Regions from separate parts of the Oryctolagus cuniculus genome. Here region 1 is linked to region 2. The links are chromatin contacts, called in public Micro-C maps. All regions are on one chromosome and are shown on one strand. Each heading gives the region's core, a stretch centred on a gene start, on an enhancer-like site or on the middle of the called end of the contact. The rest is flanking DNA. Distances are from core to core; before and after follow the strand shown. Region 1 has its middle 21 kb from the start of ANGPT4. Region 2 overlaps ANGPT4 (angiopoietin 4).

What was found. Hi-C and Micro-C count contacts between places; a contact is called where the count stands out from the background.
Region 1: a contact with region 2 is called in a Micro-C map of ear pinna, with 6 times the contacts expected there. The contact joins two enhancer-like sites. A contact is called at or near these places in 5 of 6 Hi-C or Micro-C datasets (ear pinna, embryonic fibroblasts, psoas muscle and 2 more).

What each region holds. Positions count from the first base shown.
Region 1 is chr11:26,913,902-26,916,601 of mOryCun1.1, reverse strand. No RefSeq gene overlaps it. Among named protein-coding and RNA genes, the nearest start is that of ANGPT4, 21 kb to the right of the region's middle. Within about 2 kb of position 1,366, at least 3 of the 8 cell types and tissues checked have an H3K27ac peak or open chromatin away from gene starts, as enhancers often do.
Region 2 is chr11:26,877,454-26,880,153 of mOryCun1.1, reverse strand. It overlaps ANGPT4 (angiopoietin 4), which reads left to right. Exons shown (of 9, transcript XM_008256189.4): 3 at 227-348; 4 at 2,642-2,700. Among named protein-coding and RNA genes, the nearest start is that of ANGPT4, 16 kb to the left of the region's middle. Within about 2 kb of position 1,338, at least 1 of the 8 cell types and tissues checked has an H3K27ac peak or open chromatin away from gene starts, as enhancers often do.

The DNA of each region.
Region 1 (2,700 bases), core at 117-2,616, 36 kb before region 2:
GTTCAAGACCCGGCTGCTCCACTTCCCATCCAGCTCTCTGCTATGGCCTGGGAAAGCAGTAGAAGGTGGCCCAGGTCCTTGGGCCACTGCACCCACGTGAGAGACCCAGAAGAAGCTCCTGACTCCTGGCTTCGGATCAGCTCAGTTCTGGCTGTTGCAGTCATTTGGGGAGTGAACCAGAGGAACGGAAGACCTCTATTTCTGTGTCTCTACCTCTCTCTGTAACTCTGTCTTCCAAAGAAATAAAATAATTATTTAAAAACAAAAACAAAACAAGTCACCCTTCCTCCTGAGGCTCCACCCCCTCAGTCTCCCTTCTGCACGGACCAATTTCTGTTCCGTCCTGTAAGTCCCTGGCCACCAGGGGGCAGCACTGCCCCGGAGGTGGGAGGAGCATGACAGGGGCCTGGCGAGAACACGGGCCTGACAGCTCACCTCTCTGCAGCCCCACTGTGTACCAGGCACTGAGTACTGGGGTGGCTTAGCTCACGGGAGCCCCACAGCTCCGCACGAGGAAGCCACAGCCATCACCACCCGTCCTTCATCCCCATCTTACCTTCTCACCTTTTTTTTTTTTTAACCTGGGTATCAAGAGCTGAGTTTATCATTCTCAATTCTTGCAAACTATTGCTTAATTCAATGTAATTTCTCTCCTGACAGCCTCCCACTTCCTCCCCTCCCGGTCTACTCGGTGATCCTCACTCACCGGTTAAACGCATTGTTGGGGTTCTGTGGGTCGCACAGGGAGCTGCAGATCCCCTCCCATCTGTCTTTATTTGCTTCCCCTCTGCCCGGTGTGTCTGAGGCAACCCTGAGGTTTGCACTTCCTGACACTGGACGTGGATTGCTGCCCACCACTCACTTCCGGGGTCCCCCTCCCATCCCCTCTGCACCTGCAGGAGAATTGCTCCGGGATTTACCGAGGAGGAAAGCGCTGGGTCCCTGGACGTCCTCTTCTAAGGGCCCTCGGTACTGCCCCCGCCCTAAGGCCTAGCAGCACCTGCAGTCTCCCACTCTCACTCGCTAACCCTTGGTGCTCCCTGGTTTCCCCGTGCGTGTAGGGGGCGGGGGCTGCCTCGTCCTCCTGGAGCTTGCCTTTCCCTGGTGACTGCAGAGGCTGAGCGTCTATCATCACGCGTGTGCGCCACACTATCCCCATTTCACAGGACAGCCACTGGAGGCTCAGGTCCCGGGTGCTGGAAGTGGGAGCCAAGGGACCCCCCACAGGTCTGTGAGAGGCGGGGCCCCTGCTCTGAGCCCTCCCAGCAGGCCCCGCCCTCCCAGCGGGCAGCGATATATTTATCATCCGTTCAGCTGCCGACAACTTGCTGGCAGCTTCAGGATCTCAGGGGACTGTGGGCGGGGACAATGGCTCTGGGTAAACAGAAGCCGCTCCTGTGGGCTCCCCAGCGAGGCGGCGTGCAGTCAGGGAGGCGGGGCTTCATGGCGGCCCGGGGGCGGGGCGGGCGCTGGGGCATGGGGTCAGGGGGTGGCCAAGCGTGCCCCCAACAGTGAAGGATGCAGAGGAGGAAACAAGAGACAAAAGTCGCCAGGACTTCTGTCTGGTGTCAGCTGGGTGTTTCCCCACTCCTGGAATCCGACCCAAACTCCCCACAGTGGCTATGACGCCCTCCACAATCTCTCTCTCTTCCCCTCCGACCTCCTCTCCCGCCCTCTCCTCCTCGCCCCTCCAGCCATGCTGGCCTGATGGGCCCCTGGAACACACTGGGCTCATTCTGGCCTCAGAGCCCTTGCACCAGCTTGCCCTCTGCCTGCAATGCCCCCCCCCCCACCGGCCCCCATCTGCACCTGACTGGCTCCTCCTGTTCTTCTAGCTCCTGCTTCAGATGTCAGCTTGTCGAAGAGGCCTCCCTGGGACCTCATCTGAACGGCACGCGCCCCTCCAAGTTAGTCTTCTGCTTGGCCATTGCTATGAGTGAAGTTGTCTTCTTTAGTTCCGTCCTGGGCGGTTCACCTCCCCACCTGACTGCGCTCGGCCCTGAGCAGAACAGCACAGGGACGTCTGCCTCACTGCACCCTGAGGAGCCCCGCTCAGGGCAGACGCCAGGTCATCAGTGGTGGCACGAATGCAAGCAGCAAGGGAGGCACCAGGCCCAGGCCGCCCCGAGACAGACGGAGAGGAGAGCGCGGCACAGACGCGCAGTCACGCAGCTCAGGAGGTTGGCTGGGTGCGAGGCTGCCCACGGCACCACTCCGTACACGCCGTGCTGCACCGGGAGGGCCTCTTATCCCAAGCTCCCACCCCACCCCAGCGCGCTGTGTCCCTGCCCCTGCCGGGGCTTCCTGTGTTGGCCCACAGAGGTGCCTTCTCGTCCTGACGGCCTCCCCAGTGCCCTGGCCTATTGAGTCCTGCTCCTGCCCTCTAGGTAAGGCCGTGAGCTGCACCTGTGCGTTGGCAGGTGTACGCAGTTCATCCCTTGGTGTTGCTGAGCTGTGTTCCAGTGTCTGCGCTCAGACAGGGGCAAATCATTGTCTCCAGTTGTGGCGGAGCAGCAGAAAAGCCAATAGCAGGGGCCGCACGCAGATTTTAGCACGAACACAATTCTCATTCCTCAAGTAGGCCACTGGGTCATAGGAGAAACGTGTGCTTAATTAAAAAAAAAAAGTATTTATTTGAAAGGCGGTTATAGAAGCAGAAACAGGGAGGGAGAGAGAGAAGTCCATCTGCTGGTTCACTCC
Region 2 (2,700 bases), core at 89-2,588:
AGGCATCCTGATGCACACTGTGAGAGCACCCAGAGTACCACCTGCAGAGGACGGACAGGCACAGGGAGGAAGCAGATCAGAAGCTCCGTTAGGCCCTGAGTGCAGGGGCCAGTGTTGGGAGGGTGGCCACGGGTCAGCGAGTTCCTGAAGCAGTGGAGCTACGGCCAGCAGGGCTTCCACGGGGCTTCCGGAGCCCCTCCCCACCCCCTCCCTCTTGCTGGGGCAGGTGCTGAACCAGACGCTGCGCATGGAGAACCAGCTGCTGGAGACCTCCATGTCCACTAACAAGCTACAGAAGCAGCTGCAGCTGCAGAGCTGGGAGCTGCACCAGCTGCAGGGCCACAACAGGTGAGCACTGGCCCCGGCCCTCGACTCCCAGCCCCCAGCTCCTGCCCCAGCCAGACAGGCGCTCCGGTTGGAGTCAGAGCTGGGACCCAGGGCGGGCATTGGAGCCAGGGCTGAGGCTGGGGCGGGGGTGGCGTTGGAAGCTGGACTTGGGCTGGTGTCTGGGATAGGTTTGAGGCCAGAGCTGGGGGCCTGGATTTGGATTGGGGGGGGGTGCTTTGGGCTGAAGCTGGAGATGGAACTAGGCCAGGGTTGGAGTTGGGACTGGAGTGACTGGGCGTGGGTGCTGAGTTGGGCCAAGCTGGGGCCGTGGCAGGGCAGGGACCGGCTGGGGATAGGGACAGGCATTTTGCTTGGTTCTTTTGGTCTCCTTCTTTCCTCCTTTCTTTCCTTCTTTTTAAATTTCTTCTTTCTTCCTTTCTCCCTTTCTTTACTTTATACCATCTGACTGCTTTATTTGGATACAATTTGCACATCACGGGATTCACCCTGTGAATTTTAACTGCATTCACTTATTTGCAAGTAAATCAGTCTGACCCCGTGCTCCAGCTCCCGTTCCCAGAAGCAGCCGGGCTTCCCAGCGTCTTGTGTGCACAGCCAGGGAGTTTCTGCACAGTATGCAAATGTGCGCCAGGGGAACGCCCTCTAAATTACAAAGGGAAAAATAGTTCCAGAGTAGAGATAAGGCAGAGAACCCAGGCTGATTTCATCTGGGTTTCGGGCTGAGTGGAGCAGAAACTGCCAAGGTCAGGGTTCCGGGGGAGGCAAAAGTCCCCAGGGTACCGGCTGTAGGCCCGCCCCCAGGGCCAGGTAAAGCAGTCATTCACGCACTGTAGGGACATGGCCATGAGGATCGCCGGCTCCCTGTCCTGGGTGCAGTTCGGGTAGTGTTGTCCCTCTCCGCATTCCACTTCCCCCAGACCCCAAGTGGCGTGGCCAGGGACATTTTCACTTCCTTGATTGGCACCAGGTGCCAAGATCAGCGAAGATTGACAATGTCCACTGATAAGCTCTTGACCCTGGAACCCGGAACCTGGAACCTGAGTGTGTGCCCATTTGCGCCCTTGCGGGAGGACCCAGGCTCCGGGAGAAGGTCCTTCTGCCCGGGCTGGACTCCTTTTCAGTGTGCACAGTGAGTCGGCACGACTAGGTAGACACGAGAGGGGCCCTCCCAGGCCCAGCCCTCAGCCGCCACCCCGGCCAGAGGCGTCCTTTCAGTCGGGCCATCAACACGGTGTTTGTTTGTTTAGCTCTTTCCACGGCTCAGGCGCACCTGGAGTCGCTGGGCATACAGCAGTGAGCAAAGAGACAAACATTCCCGTGCTCACGGCACTGATATTCCAAGAGCCGATATTCCAGGGTTTCTTATGAACACCCAACCAAGTGTGGACAGGCCTTTTTGCTCCTTTTTAAGCCCAAATGTAGACCTCACTCTTCTACACTTCTTTTTTTCTGTTCCCTTGGAAACAGTTCACCACGCTGGCCCATTCTTCCCTCCAGCTCGGCCCTCTTGGGTGCACTCCTGCAGCCCCCAGTTAACGGATTGGGCGGGTGCTTAGCCAGGGATGCGGTGAGCTACCGGCCTGGGTCTCCTCTCACACCCACGTGAGCACGCCCGGAGGATCTGACACCCCAAGAGGAAGCCTTCTTTCTAAAATACCTGCTGACTTTCTAATCCGTGACAAGAGCGCCTGCTGCTTACACATCCTCAGACAACAGAGATCCTCCCAAAATCAAGGCGATAGCCCAGGCCTCCACCCCGCCCCTACCGCCTGCCCAGCGAGGGCCAGCGCAGGTGCCACGTGTCGCCCTCTGCTCTGTCTTCACCGGTGTCTCTACATTCATGCGAATTCCCTTCGTCTTTCTCTCTTCCCACTTATACCGGGTCATTCCCCACGAACCTGGGCGTGGCCCCGATTCTGTGCACATGCACGCTGCCTCCTTCCGCTCTGTGGCTGCAGCACCGAGCCACCCCGCCACTCCTCGCCATTGGGTGTCTAAGCCGATCCCTTTTCTACAAGGGTACATCCAAGGGCATGGTCCCCCATGCCCTCCTGGGAGTGGCTGCGGGTTCTAAAGCAGGCATAGCTGGGTTTTGATCACGGGTGCCTGCTTGCAGGTGTGTCTCTGCCATCCCATCTCTTTCCTCTCCTGGACCTCAATCCGTTTTACTCCGGGTCCGGGTCTCTCTTTTCTCCCCTGCTCCATCCGAGCCTACAGCGGGCCGGGCCCCAGGAGGAGGCGCGCAGGTGCGTTAGGGCGCCGCGGGCTCACCGCTGTGCGCCCTGCCCCGCAGCGCGCTGCAGACACGGGTCCAGGCCCTGGAGACCCAGCAGCAGGCGGAGCTGGCCAGCC